2 separate regions of the Ovis aries genome follow, and region 1 is linked to region 2. Evidence: chromatin contacts called from public Hi-C data. All regions are on one chromosome and are shown on one strand. The core of a region is the stretch at or near the end of the contact, and the rest is flanking DNA. Distances in the headings are between cores, read along the strand shown. Region 1 holds the start of RBM38 (RNA binding motif protein 38). Region 2 overlaps CTCFL (CCCTC-binding factor like).

What was found. A called contact is a pair of places that touch in the nucleus more often than the background predicts.
Region 1: a contact with region 2 is called in a Hi-C map of hypothalamus, with 5 times the contacts expected there. The contact joins the promoter of RBM38 here to the enhancer-like site in region 2. A contact is called at or near these places in 11 of 16 Hi-C or Micro-C datasets (blood, hypothalamus, liver and 6 more).

Annotation. Positions count from the first base shown.
Region 1 is chr13:58,431,195-58,438,695 of ARS-UI_Ramb_v3.0, reverse strand. RBM38 (RNA binding motif protein 38) reads left to right here and starts at 3,674. Exons shown (of 4, transcript XM_060396987.1): 1 at 3,674-4,093; 2 at 4,857-4,980; 3 at 5,457-5,511. The coding sequence starts at 3,857.
Region 2 is chr13:58,343,882-58,351,555 of ARS-UI_Ramb_v3.0, reverse strand. It overlaps CTCFL (CCCTC-binding factor like), which reads right to left. Exons shown (of 10, transcript XM_060396980.1): 10 at 6,442-7,674. Among named protein-coding and RNA genes, the nearest start is that of CTCFL, 28 kb to the right of the region's middle. Within about 2 kb of position 1,870, at least 15 of the 54 cell types and tissues checked have an H3K27ac peak or open chromatin away from gene starts, as enhancers often do. A contact at or near this core is called in hypothalamus, where this site is marked.

The DNA of each region.
Region 1 (7,501 bases), core at 2,425-4,924, 85 kb before region 2:
GGCTTTCATCAATCCCCGAGAGTCCTAACTTGCTTCTAGAGAACACCTGTCACTCTTCTTTGCCCTTGTCCCAGCACCTGCCTAGAAAAATTTACCGACAAGTAAATACAGTATTCATTCATTCACTTTCTCTCTAAAACGTAAGCTTGGACTTGTGTGCGGGTGGAGGAAGTGGGGGACGTTATTGGTTTACTGCTTGCAGTCTTCCTGGGATCTAGAACCCTGCCCGGCACCTAACAGATCATTAATAAGTACGTGTTGGGAGAAGGGGGTGACACGTGGGGACATGGGGCCACTCGACGGGCGGAGAGATTGGTGACGCAGAAACCTAGGGACCGGAGGATAAAAACTGAATGAACCATGGCTGGGCATCCGAATTTTAAAGAAAAAGATGTCCCATGCCCTCTTCCGGGCAGGGCGGGAGCGCTAGGGGCTCGCAGCGATCCTGCCGGACACGGGCAGAAAACGTCGGGCACGGGTCCTGCGCGCTCTGCCTTTCTAACCCCGTATTCCCGCCCAGGGCGGCCGACCACCCGGGGTCTGAACCCTACAGATGCCGCGGCGTCAGCACGTGCTCAGCAGACGCCGGCCGCCCAGGGCGCAGCCTCACTCCCTGCGGCGCCCCTCCCCGCGCTGCTGCTCGGTCGGTAGGGGCGCGGAGTGGGCGGGGCGGGACCGGCCCGGGCGGTGCTGGGACTTGTAGGACTTGTAGGCTTGGCCCCCCGCGCTCTGCTCCCGCCGCCTAGAGGCCCAATCACGGAAGGGGAAACTGAGGCCGGCTGAAGGCATCCAACGTGTCCAAGATCGCGCGGCTGCAAGATGGCCGCCTTCCCTGGCCCATCAAGTGTAGATGACACTTTAGCAAAGTTTTGCAAGGGCGCGCTGAGAGTCCTTTCTCTAGTGGAGAGCTCTCCTCTGCTCTTTCCTTCTACCATGCATTCATTCACTCAACAAACCTTTCCTCGGGGACTTCTGCTTGCCAGACCGTACAGTTTGAGGAAAACATCCAAGGTCCCACCTCGCAGGGGCGAGAGAGAACTTAAATCCGCGAATAGGGGACCAGGGTTTGGGGAGGTGAAAAGTGCAATGAAGGGATAAGAGCAGGCTAAAGGGCAGGTGGTGTGACACAGCCCTGAGGCAGGAGTGGGCCTGGGGAGCTGGAGGAAACACCGAGGACAAGACGAGAAATAAGGGGAGTCAGAAAAGTGTGTCCCCAGGGGACTCCGTGAAGACTCAGGGCTCCATTCCCAGCGTCAGGGGCCTGAAGCGGGCCTCTTGTGGGAAGCAAGGATTAGAACAGTGGGTGCCTGGGGGAGAGTGGGATTAAGGAGTCGGGGGCTTCGGGCACAGCTGGTCTGGGCCTGGGGTCAAATATAGCCTGACAGAGAATGTACTGGATAATCGCAAGACTAGTTAAACACCTCGCCTGCCTTCCTGTGCCCCTCAACCCCACTTTGAGCAGTGTCAACTTAAAAAAAGGTGCACAGCTAGAAGCTGAGGATTGTATTTTATTCAGTGGGCTTTATGCAGACTCAGACCCTGGAAGCAGTCTCTAGGATAGCCCAGAGGGAGTGCTCCTAAGTGTGAGAGAGCGTTGCTAAGTGGTAAAGGAGGGGCCAGGATACAGGGAGTTTTTGTAACAAAAACCCCAAAGTCGAACATCAAAGGATTCTTGTGAATTAAAGAAAAACCAGACAAGTTAATGAATTTAGCACATTTGTATGCATGCAAAGATGCAAGAGTCTGGGCTCCTAGAAATCATTCCTTTGATGTGCACCTTAACCATCTAGGATCAGTATCCTGTCCCCGGGGCACTCCCCCCGCCCAACCTGAATCCCCTCAGGGTGTAGTCAGGTGGCTACAGTGGCTGATGGCTTAATGTCCACTGCACAGGACATCACGATGCTGGTGCCTGGACATACGGAGGGTTTGAGACCCTCAGGGCCTGGCTCTGCGTAGCTGTGTGACTCACTGCTGGGGGATGCTGGTGCTGGGGCCTTGGGTTCAGTGCTCTGGTCAGACAGGAAGTTCCTAGTAACTTTGAACAAGCGGCCTTGACAATTCTGAAGCAGGTCTTGCTACAGAGTCCCAGCGGTGGGCCCTATGGTTGGGGAAGGGACAAAGAGAATGGCACTGCCCTTTCTGTTTGCTTCCCCCCAGATGTTGCCAACAGAGGGATGAATCCCGAGCCCCGAGATGGACTTCTGATGAGGCCAGAATTACTTCCCCTGCCCAGTCACTTTATCAGAGGGGCTTCAGGGACCACTCTGGCCATTCCTGGATGGCAGTGCCCTGATTTATTTCCTAATGGGTAATATATTGTATAGTTAAAAATCAGAGACATTACTTTGCTGACAAAGGCCTGTCTAGTCAAAGCTATAGTTTTTCCAGTAAGTCACGTATGGATGGGAGAGAGTTGGGACTATAAAGAAAGCTGAGTGCCAAAGAATTGATGCTTTTGAACTGTGGTGTTGGAGAAGACTCTTGAGAGTCCCTTGGGCTGCAAGGAGATCGAACCAGTCAAGCCTGAAGGAAATCAGTCCTGAATATTCCTTGGGAGGACTGATGCTGAAGCTGAAACTCCAGTACTTTGGCTATCTGATGCAAAGAACTGACTCATTGGAAAAGACTGATGCTGGGAAAGAGCAAAGGCAGGAGGAAAAGGGGACGACACAGGATGAGATGGTTGGATGGCATCACCGACTCAATGGACATGAGTTTGAGCAAGTTCTGGGAGTTGGTGATGGACAGGGAAGCCCAGCATGCTGCAGTCGATGGGGTTGCAAAGAGTCGGACACGACTGAGCAACTGAACTGAACCCGTTTATTTGTCTTGTTCATAGCGGCTTGGTGGGGCTAGAGTGTGTTCTGTGCATTTCTGCATCCCCCACACCCTAATAAATATTCCTCGAATCAATTATATTCGTGTATATAGATCACACACCCACACTCTAAAATTCCTCGAACTAATTATATTCATGTATATAGACCACAGACACACACACACGCATGCACGCATACACACATACATTCTCAACAAACGGGGCTTCCCAGGTGGCTCTAGTGGTAAAGAACCTGCCTGCCGGTGCAGAAGACATAAGAGATGAGGGTACAGTCTGTGGATTGAAAAGATCTCCTGGAGGAGGGCATGGCAACCCACTCCAGTATTCTTGCCTAGAGAATTCCAAGGACAGAGGAACCTGGCAGGGTATAGTCCGTGGCGGTCACAAAGACTGGGACACTACTGAAACTACTTAGCACCTGCGCGTAAAGACAAAAATCATTTCACCTTCAATACGTTGTTGTACTGGAGGCAGCACTGGGAGAAACGCCGACTCACTAAACACGATCTGAATCGTGTACATCTGGTTCGCTAGATTGTGATCTATACGAGGAGAGGGGCCTGGAACCCAGCGAGCACGGAACAGGTGCCCTAGAAAACCCGGATGTTCCCCCTCCGCAAGTGCGCGCCCTGCTCCAAGTGCTTCCCCACCGCACGTGGGACGCGGTGGGGCAGGACCTGGACTACGCTTCCCGGCGCTCCTCGCGCGCCCGGGGCGGGGCGGGGCTGAGGCTGGGGGCGGGGCCGGCTTTATAGGGAGGGGCCTGGGCGGGCCGGGGGCGGGGCCAGGGCGGGGCCGACTACAAAGCCCGCGGGGCAGGCGCTGAGGCGCAGGGTGCCCGCAACGCCGGCTGGAGCGCAGCGCAGCGCAGTGAGGCGCGCACGGCGGGAGCGGCCCGCGCGTGGACGGGCCTGGCGGCTAGACCGGCGCCCCTGCTGCCCCGCTCGCCCCCCCACCGCCCTCAATGAGCGCAGCCCCACGCGGCCCGGGTCCGTAGGCGGCGGGGCGCCCCCCATGCTGCTGCAGCCCGCGCCGTGCGCCCCGAGCGCGGGCTTCTCGCGGCCCCCGGCCGCCCCCGGCGCCATGCACGGCTCGCAGAAGGACACCACGTTCACCAAGATTTTCGTGGGCGGCCTGCCCTACCATACCACCGACGCCTCGCTCAGGAAGTACTTCGAGGGCTTCGGGGACATCGAGGAGGCCGTGGTCATCACCGACCGCCAGACGGGCAAGTCTCGCGGATACGGCTTCGTAAGTGGCCCCGCGGCCGGACGCTCCCGCCCCGCACTTATCGCGGCCGGGGCGCTGAGTCAAGCGGCGGGCGCACGCCAGCCCCGGGCGCCTCCCGCCGGCTCGGCACCTGCTGACCGTTCTCGGGCTGCAGCCGGTCCTGACCCCGTCTCCCTGCCCCCACGCCACGCCGGCTTTAAAAGGGAGAGCCGCTCTGTTCAATTAGAACTCTTCTAAGTTTGTGGAGAGGTTTTGGGGACAGCCGGCTACTTTTCGGCACTTCCTGGAGCAACAGGCGAGCGAGGAACAGGGCTTCACCCTGGGGCACCTAGGAGCCTTTGAGCAACCCGTGTTTTATTTTCCAGCAACTCCCAGACACCCCAAACAACCTGAGTCGGTTGAAGAGTCGGCCTGAAGACACTTCTCTTACTCCTTTTCTAACTAGGGTGTCCCCAAACCCCTCCCGTGAGGAAACTGGTGGTCCCCACGGGCCGGGTAGGCCAGGCCAGGACCCCTCCCTCCCTTCGGGTTTCGCTGTCGTCCCCGGGGATTGTTTTTGCCCTTCAAGGCCGCGTTTCTTAGCGCTTGAACTCGGAGGGAGGAGCTGGGGTCCAAGGGCAGCTTTGGGGTGGGGGCCCTAGGCTGGACGGGGGCTGGGCGGATGCCTTGGGTAGCGGGCACCTGGAGTCAGGAGAAGTGAATGCCGGGGTGCCTGGGCTCTAGAGCCCACTCTCTGCTTCCCCCACCTTCTGGGGAAGCCCCTGATGCCTCTGTGCTCTTCCAGGTGACCATGGCCGACCGGGCAGCCGCAGAGAGGGCTTGCAAAGACCCTAACCCCAACATCGATGGTCGCAAGGCGAACGTGAACTTGGCCTATCTGGGTGCCAAGCCGCGCAGCCTCCAGACGGGTGAGAGTCCCTGCTTTCCTGTGCTTCTGGTTGCTATATTCAGCCTTGGTATCTGCGGGGTGGAAGAGGCGGCCCCCCCTCACCCTGCCCTGCTCCAGGAGTAGCAGTCGGCTGTCATGTGCTCCAAGAGAGCCGTCACAGGGCAGTCATCCCCCAGCTCCCAGCTCGGAAGTCGAACCCCTTCCTCCAGCAGCATGTGCCAGTGGGACAGGGCGAGGAGGGCAGGTCACCCGCTTGTCAGCTGTCCTCACCGGAGGGAGGAAGTGGGTCCCAGAGCTGGAGCTCGGGAGGACGCTAGCCCAGCGGCTGCTGCCCCTCAGCTCTGTGGGCCCCCGTTTGCTGGGAGTTCTGGGGTTCAGGTGGAGGTGTCCAGGAGGGGAGAGGAAGCTGTTTACCCCTTTAGATTAGAGGTGGAGGGCTGTAGGGGTCTTCCCTTGGTGAGGCTGGGCCCCTCCCTAACTGGTCTCTCATTTTAGGCTTTGCCATCAGCGTGCAGCAGGTGCCCCCTACTTTGATCCAGCGGACTTACGGGTGAGTGGACGTGGTCGGCTGGGGCTGGGGGGCGCACAGCCCTTGGAGACTAGGTCAGGGCACTGTGGGCTTCCTGGGTCTCCCCGTGCAGGTGGCCTTCGGTCTGAGGGAGCCTCTCACCCCAGGACCGCTGACCCCCCTGCATTGGTGGCACTGTCTGCAGCTCCCTTTCTCTATCTGAGACCCGTCACTTGCTCCAGTCTTTCAGAAGCGTGATCATGTTGTGGGAGTGGGAGGGGTTCAGCTGGGAGAGAAGGCAGATTGCATTTCTCTGCCCCCGGCGAAGGCCACACTGAAGAGAGACGGGGAACATGCACTCTGGAGCCGGAGGGCTTGAATTCAGGTCCTGGCTTCCCCTTATTGGTTGTGTGCCTCAGGTTCCTCACCTGTAAAATGGGATAGTGATAGCCCTTCTGAGTTCTGTGGGTGGAGGCCAGGAAGGTAGGTGAGCATGCTGGAAGTGTTTGCCGACCAGGAGCTGGGCCAGGCTCTTCTGAGGGCGCCTCTCTGACCTGCTCCAGTGCCCAACAGATGGCGGCAGCAGGTCACTGCCAACCGGTCCAGTGTTTGTGAGGCTGCAGCAGGTGAGCTGGGATTAGGGCCAGATGTCTCCGCCCAAGTGGGCTCAGCCTGTGGGCCTTTTGTCTAAGTGCTTTGGAGTAGCGTGTCCCACCCTCCTCCACCCAAAAGGGCCTTCTCTTTTGTTTTTTAAAGCATCTAATAAGGCTTGGCAGCTGTTTGGGAAAGGACACAGACTTCAGATGCGCAAAGGAGCCTGCCGTACTGGCCGACTTCTCAGCCCCGTGATTGATGTCGGCTGTGCCCTGGTGTGGGGAATGTGCTGATTACTATGGGGGGTTTGTGTTGGGGGGCCATTTATAGAACAGGCAGCCCCTTTTAGGATGGTAGAACTTCTTAAGCTTATCAGAGATCAGATTCCAGGCCCTGTGTTTTGTGTTGAAAGTTACAAGTATGTGTGTGTGTGTATCTGCCCCAGAGACTTGATTTGATTGCTCACCTGGCTCACTGGGGTGTTGTGGACCAGGCTTTGGAGCAGGTTGGGAGCTGGGCTTTGGTGGCCTGGGCAGGTTGGCCATGATTCGAGTCTCCTTGCCCTGACAGGCAGTCTCTGCGGCTGTCCAGTGCCTCCCCGTTGTGGGTCAGAGACTGTGTGTGAGCCCAGTGCCTTGTGTGTCCTCCTGGGAGGAAGCCTGGAGGGCAGCCGGGAGCAGGGGGCTCTGGTTTCCTTCCCACTCTGGGATCTGCTTCATCTATGTCTGTAGGCGTCTTTGAAGGTGTTTGGGGACACCCCCATCTTCCTGCTGTCACCCAGGTTCTTCCTGTTTGGGTTCAGGCCACACGGGGAGGGCGTTCCTCACTTTTCACAGTCCTGGTTCTGTTTCCTGGGGCAGGGGCTGGGACAGGAGCTAGCACTGAGATCCGGGTGTGAGCTTTGAGCACACGCAGCTCTCCTCTGCTTAAAATGCCTCCGTGGCTTTCCGCTCGGGCCTGAGCTCTGTTCTGACCCATTACAGCTGCTTGTGGGACTGTATCAGAGTCCTGATATCTGGGACTCGAGCCTGTGGACCTGGGTTCAAATCCTGGCTTTGTCACTTTACCAGTGAGGTCCTCCTTGAAAAGTGATGTCTCCTCCTCCTGAGCCTTCCATTTCCTCATCTGGAAAATGAGAATAATAACCACAGAAGGCAGTGCCGGCTCACGGGGCTAGGTGCTCCACACCCTTGTGGCACTTCTCTGAGGCTGGGACGGACATCATCCCTCCCTCGTAGGTGTGGAAACGGGCGAAGAGAGGTTAAAAACAGTTAATGACCCATCCAGGGTGGCTGAAGTGAGGGGACTTGAACCTCCACAAGCTGGCTCTGGCCCCGTGCTCTCAGCCTCTGCTCTCTGGGGTGGGAGGTGGGAAGGGTGCCCAGACGGTTTCCCCCACGGTCCTCAGAGTGTCGCCCATGGGAGGGTGGTCAGGGGT
Region 2 (7,674 bases), core at 621-3,120:
TAGCTTTATTCATAATCTACCCAAAGTGGGAACAACTCAAATGTCCTTGACCTGGTGGATAGAAAAGCAAATTTTGGAATAGCCATACAATGGAATATTACCCCATAATAAAGATAAATTAACAAATAATCTAGGAAACAGTAAGGCTAACTCTCAAAGTCGTTACCTTGAATGAAAGAAGCCAGACTCAAAAATGTAGTGTATTTGATTAGAGACATGTGATTCCATCTATAGGACGTTCTGGAAATGGTGATTGTCGGGGCAGAAAGAAACTAGTATTGCTGTGGGCCAGGAGCAGCGTAGCAACAAAGGAGCACTGTGGGGTTTGGGGTGTGTTTACACGACCATTCTCTTGTCAAAACTCAGAATTGTGCACTTAAAAGGGGAACTTTTACTATTTGTAAGTTGTACCTCAAAAATAAAAAAAATATGTAAAAAAATGTAGTGTTGGAAAATAGCACTGAGAATTCTATTATCCATATCATGTAGATAAAAAGTTGTGATTAGTAAACTAATTTCCATTTGGCCAATGTTTGAAGGCTCCATATTTCCATGACTAATTTCTGATTCTTCATGAAATTTTGTTTTTTTTTTTAAAAGATGCATACTTAAGTTTATTTTTCCTTATTTATTTATTTTTGCCATACCATGAAGGGTGTGGCATCTTAGATCCCTGACGAGAGATAGAACCCATGTCCCTCCAGTGGAAGTGCAGAGTCTTAACCACAGGACCACCATGGAGGTCCCTTCAAGAAATTGTTTAACATCAAAATTTTAAAAGAATGTGAGCAAGTATCTATCTGTTCCTACCCACCCATCCATCCATCCTGATGTTATATATCCTGTTGCAATACAGGGTAAGGATAATTTTTAAGAAGATCCAGCTCTTCTTATTCTGAAATGGGTCTGTGTTATTATCCCGACACAGGGCAAATGCAGTTGGACCAATGCATTTTCAAATGTCCATTCTCTACATGGCATGTCTACCGTCAGCCTGGTAGAAACTGCTGTGCGGTTGGCAGACCCTGAATCTTATTGCTGTCTCCCTCCTCTTATGCTCTGCCACCACAAAACAGATGTCCCAGGCCACCTGAGTGTGGGACCTCAGTGCCGAACCATGGAAGAGGCCCAGCAGACTCCAGAACCCAGGTCACCTGTTGCTTCCAGAGCTCTGTCTCCTTCCGTTCCCAGGAGGGCAAAAGCCGTTGCCAGGTCACCAGAGGGCTGCCGAGGTGCCCTTTGGGGGGTAGAACCATACAGAGCAAATCCCTCAGATCCTGGTACTGAAAGCATCTTCAGTTTTTCCAACATCGGTGAAAGCATGGAATGAGCACAGCCTGGAGGGCAGATGATGCCGAGCTGGCTCAGCCACAGCACTGTCAGTGGAAAATGCCAGTTCTCGGGCGTCACTCAGAGCCGTTCACTTCGTGTGCTGGGGTGTCCCGTCCGGGAGTCTGTGATTTTCGCAAGCCCCTGGACAGTCCCAGTGCCCAGAGAGATTTCTGAACTCTGTGGCTGAGGGCCTTGAAGGAGCAGGGACTCCACTCCTGCCCCTAGGACAGGATCAAGTGACAAGTATGTTGTGCGGTGGCACTCGAGGAGGGGACCCACGCTGGCCAGTGGGGGACCAGGTGACCAGAGCAGCGAGAAGCACACCCCCCCCCCAAGTGACAGGTGACGCTGTTCTGAGCGGGACCCAGGCCCTCTGCACAGACAGGCTGCCTGCTGAGCAGAAGCACCCCCAGAGAACTGGGGTGTCGCCTGCAGACACAGGCTCCAGTCCAGGCGGGACCGTCCAGCCGTCCTCACTGTGTGCCTGCAGCTCTGGTCACTCCGCCTGTTCCCGAGGACACCCCCTTTTCCACCCCTCCAGCTCTTCCAGCCGAGGCGCCGGGCTCCCCCTGCTGCTTGTGACCGCGTCTGCTCTTCCCAAGCCCTGAAAACAGGACTTTCATTTTGTGCTGGGGCTTCCGAGGGAATTCAATTGGGTTCACTATATTATGAACAGCTTCTGGATTACATCCTAAAATCCAGGCACACAAAGTTGAAAAAAGAGTGCCAGCAACTGTGGCCACTTCTAGGGAGACCATCACACCAGGTGACATTTTGGCCTCCAGGGCTCTTCCCGGTTAAAATCATTCCAGAGATTTCACTGCTAAGTTGGGCATGTCTGCTAATAAAACTCAACTTCCGCTTCTCTGAAAGACTCCTACTTTCAAATATTAGCTTCTTTATTTAGGGAGTTGGCAACAGGCTTGATAACAACACTCGGCGGCCAGGATGGAAAAAGCCTAACTGTTCCTGTATTCCATTTAAAATTGATTTTTGATGCCTGGGGCAGCTGTATTTAAATCTTGCTACACCAGCAGCAAACTCAGGCATGCCTGTGTCATGAAAGGTTTTTATTTTTTTCCGCTTAAGGCAAATTCTTTAACTGACAAAATACTCTTATGTCGTAGAAAAATCCTAGAATCCCATTTAGAATTGTTTTGTCAGCGTTCACTGATGATTCCAATGCCATCAACCGGCTACTCTCATTTTTAGGGTGAAGCGGTTCTCATGCTTTGAAATACTAGACGGGCTTCTCGCTACAAACAGATTCATGTTTAGGTTTCAGATGGTCATTAAGTGAAAGGACTACCCTCAGAAAAGATTAAACACAGCTTTTCCCATCGAATTAGTGACCGAAGCTGATGGACTTAGAGCAATTCATTGTCTAATGCCCTGCTTTCTGTTATTACCTTCCTGATGTTGGTAGTTCAGGCACTGGGATGTAATTATAATAATTATGAGGATGAGTCTTTTAATCAGCGACCTCTGGACTCGTCTACAAACTGTCACCCTTCATTAACAGGAAATGACATCACGTTCCAGCTCAACCATTTGGCTGCTACGCAGGGCAGTATTCTACCATGACAGCTATTTGCAGCCACCCTATCTCGTCTCCTGTGACTGGCTCCTAGCCACTGGGGCTCAATAAAGAGTTGTTTTTTTTTTTTTCCTTTACTGGATTTTTTGGTCTCAGCAAGCACGGTGAGCATCCCGTACAGCACTTAATCTGCAACTGCTCAGAAAAACAAGCACATGTGTCTTTCGACATCCTGAATTGTGCTTACTATAAAAGACAATGATTTATGGAAACAAGGCTTATAATCATAGCCATGCCTTGGAAATGATACAAAAGCTACTTAAGTCACACCCGGAACGAGGTTGCCTCTTAAGATCTGTTTTATCTGTTACACTCCACTAAAAGTAAAGTGCAAATAAAGATGGGGAAATGTAGAAACAGTTGGTTTGAGAAGCCAAAGGTCCTAAGCCTTTTCAATGAACGTGTTTAAGTTCAATGCTGTTAAGCCCTTAACTGCCCGCTAAAAGGACTGATTGCTGTAAAGGATACATTTCCAGGGACTATTCAGTGAGATTATCAAAGGTCAGCCAAAAGCATAACATTTATACAGTAAGTCTCCTACTGACGAACGAGTTCTATTCTGAGAGCATGTTCATAAGTCCAGCAAAGTTAGTTTAGATACCCAACTAATGCAATCAGCTATATAGTACTATATTATAATAGGTTTCTAATACGTACCACAGAAATAATACATTAAAAAAAACACGTTAAATCTTACAGTACAGTACCTTGAAAAGTGCAGTAGTACCAGCTACATCACTACTGCTTTTCCCCTTTCTTCCAGACATCCTGGGCTTCTCTGGTGGCTTAGACGGTAAAGAATCTGCCTGCAATGCAGGAGACCTGGGTTGGGAAGATCCCCTGGAGGAGAAAATGAACCCACTCCAGTATTCTTGCCTGGAGAATTCCGTGGACAGAGGAGGCTGGCGGGCTACAGTCCATGGGGTCTCAAAGAGTCAGACATGACTGAGAGACTAACACTAAGCAGACATCCTAGACTCGAAATAAAGATACTAAACTACTGTACTCTATACAGTACTGTACAGCAATGTACACAAAACCCAATCACTTGTAAAGGGTACATGGGGTATATGACAAAGTACCCCCAGACACGCGAGCTGACTTACATGACTGGACGTGTGAATGCAGGTTCACATCTTTGAAAGTTCCCAGGTTTGTATGTAGGGGACTTACTGTCCTGGAAATAATGCCTGGGAAATAAGAAACTCCTGCCATTCTCATAAGGCTGTTGAACTTTCCAATACAAACCGCTTGTGTTCCATCAGGGTTGACCCCCTTGTGGTACCAACTCTTGCAGCTGTTGCCGTTTGTTGTGTAGTCGCTCAGCTGTGTCTGACTCTTTGAGACCTCACAAACCGTAGCCTACCAGGCCCCTCTGTCCATGGGATTCTCCAGGCAAGAATACTGGAGCGGGCTACCATTTCCTTCTCCAGGGTATCTTCCTGACCCAGGGATCGAACCCAAGTCTACTGTGTCTCCTGCCTTAGGAGGCAGGTTCTTTACCACTGAGCCGCCAGAGACTGACCTCAAACAACAGAGGCATCAGACAAGCCTCTGGTGCGTTTAAAAAGCATCATTTATATAATAAAACTGTTGTCAAACAGTGCTGCAGTTTGAACATCCTTGCCTCCAAACAGAGACAGTAAATTGTGCAAGAGACGTGCATTCCAGAATAATTTCCTGCTGGATCTCACAACTATTTGAAGCAGAAGTGTGTTGAAGGCGGTCTCTCTCCAGGCATCCTGACTCTGAGCCCACGAGGTATCTTCTCTTCCAGGTCTGGGAAAGGCCCCTGTCTCAAGGAGCAATGGGCCAGAAACCCTCCTGTTACTATTAAAAGACACACAGCTTTTTATTCATCTTTCTGTGTGGTACGAAAGTGATCAAACGCCTCGCCAAGACTTTTTTGTAACTTGTTTGTTAACCATTTCCAAGGACTGGAGTCCAGCTCCATGTTTGAAAAGGAAGAAACTATCGCCCTCTTGTGGGCACATGTGCATTGCTCCTGCCACAGGCTTTGGGGATTTTTCCTTTGAGAAATTTCAAAGCTGGTGGGAATCTGGGCACATAACAGAATCTAAGCCAGGCATCGGAACTTAATTCTACCGAATAGCTCACCCAGGTGGTACATGTTCAAAAATCTGCAAATAACCTACAAAAAAGACTGTTTCCAGGAAGTTTTTGATGGTGTCTGCATACCAACTGGACTTACATTTTTCAAAAGGGTTTCTTTTTAAACTCTTTTATTTTATATTGGAGCATAGCCGAGTAACAGTGCTGTGATAGTTTCAGGTGGATAGCAAAGGGACTCAGCCATACATATACATGTATCTATTCTCCCCAAACTCCCCTCCTATCTAGGCTGCCACATAACTCTGAGCAGAGTTCCCTGTGCTATATAGCAGGCCCTTGTTGGTTATCCATTTTAAACATAGAAGTGTGTACATGTCAATCCCAAACTCCCAACTATCCCTTCCTCCCATCCTTACCCCCGGCAACCATTATCAAACACATTTCTTCTATTTTTGTTTTTTTTTTAATAAAAAAATAGACCTTTTAGTTAAATAGATGATACGAAATTTAGCATCTTAACCATTTTAAGTGTGGAGTTCAGTAGGGTTCATTACCTTCACTTTGCAACCAATTTCTAAAACCTATTTTGTCTTCCCAAACTGAAACTGTCCCCATTAGACAATAACTCCCCTGCCCCCTCCCCCTAGCCCCTGCAAACCGTCTTACTTTCTGTCTCTGTGAATTTGACTCCTCTAAGGCAATGGCACCCCACTCCAGTCACTCTTGCCTGGAAAATCCCATGGACGGAGGAGCCTGGTAGGCTGTAGTCCATGGGGTCGCTAAGAGTTGGACATGACTGAACGACTTCACTTTCACGCATTGGAGAAGGAAATGGCAACCCACTGCAGTGTTCTTGCCTGAAGAACCCCAGGGATGGGGGAGCCTGGTGGGCTGCCATCTATGGGGTGGCACAGAGTTGGACACGACTGAAGTGACTTAGCAGCAGCAGCAGGAATCTCACACGAGTGAAATCAAACAGTATTTGCCCTTTTATCACTGGCTTATATCACTAAGAATAATATCTTCAAGGTTCATCCACCTTGTAGCAGGTGTCAAATTTTCCTTCCTTTTTAAGGCTGAATGATATTCCACTGTACAGATAGACCACATTTGATTTATCCATTCATCTATCCATGGACACCTGTGTTACTTCCACGTTCTGGCTATGGTGAATAGTGCTTCCATAAACACAGGTATACGAGTATCTCTTCAATCCCCTGCTTCAATTCTTTTGGGTCTATCCCCAAAACTGCTGAATCACGTGGTAATTCTATTTTTAGTTTTTTGAGGGCCCACCATACTGTTTCCACAGCATCTGGCATCTGCACCATTTTACATGCTCACCAACAATGCACAAGGGTTTCAGTTTTTCCACCTTCTCATCGGGCGAAGAAAACATTTTTTAGAACCGTCACTCACACATAACAAAAGACAGCAAATTTAAGTCAATTCATTTTATTGAGTTTTGCAAAAACATGTTTAAACAACAGTCAAAGAATAAGAAAGTACTACAGAAGTTCAAATAGATCCAACTGTAGCATACAGCAGAGCATGGGATTTAAGCCTTACTGTGTGATTTCAATTAATTCACTGTCATAAACTGAATATACTGTCTTTCCTGCTAGGAAACTGCTTCCATATGTTCACCGTACACGGGCCTTCTGAACTTGGTGTATTTTAACAGCAGATCAGCATTTTAAGAATTTGAATTTAGTTAGTTAGATGGGAGAAATTCTTTTACAGTGTGTATGTACATCAAATTGTTTATCAAGTCATTAGAAGGTACACTTTAAAAACCTTACAATTTTATTTGTCAGTTACATCTCAATAAAGCTAAAAAAAAGAATTTAGGGCCTATCAGTGATTTTAAAATATGGGAGGGGAAGAGTTCACAGCAAAAGCAGTTGCTGCGCTAAGAAGAAAAATATGACTCAGTATAAAGACTGTTCTTGTTTAGTTCCTGTCATGTTTGACTCTTTGGCAACCCCAGGGACTGCAGCCCAACGGGCCCCTCTGTCCACGGGATTCTCCAGGCAAGAATACTGGAGTGGGCTGCCATTTCCTTCTCCAGGGGATCTTTCCCACCCAGGGTTAGAACCTGTGTCTCCTGCGTTGACAGGCGGGTTCTGTACCCTGAGCCACATGGGAAACCCTCACTATAAAGATAGGCACTAGTTCATTTTAAGTAAAAGAGGCATTTCATGTGCTACTCAAATGTGGGAAAATTCAATTGGCAAAAGAGAAACACTCATTCTAGGGAGCTCTAAAAAAGTACACATTCTTTACACGTACACATTCACCTTATTGGATTTTTATGTTTTTTCTCTGCCAATTATTTAAAAAATATAGACAAGGTGTTTTAGCAAAACAAAAGGGTGACCAATTGATCTAGTAATTAATAAGCAATAATGGAATGTAATGGGGAGAGGGGTTTCATACATGCCAAAGAATGACACGAAGAAAGAATACAAAATCTAAAATCAAGTCTTGCTTATCAACTAAAGTAAAAAATTACTCATCATTTTCCAGTTTAAAGTTTCTTATTTCTATTCAGTTTTTAAAATAACATTAAGATATTTCATGTTGAATTTAAAACTAACTAAAAGCATTATATTTTATTATATTACTTTAAATTTTGCATTAAATTTTATGGAAAATTTATTTATATTTAA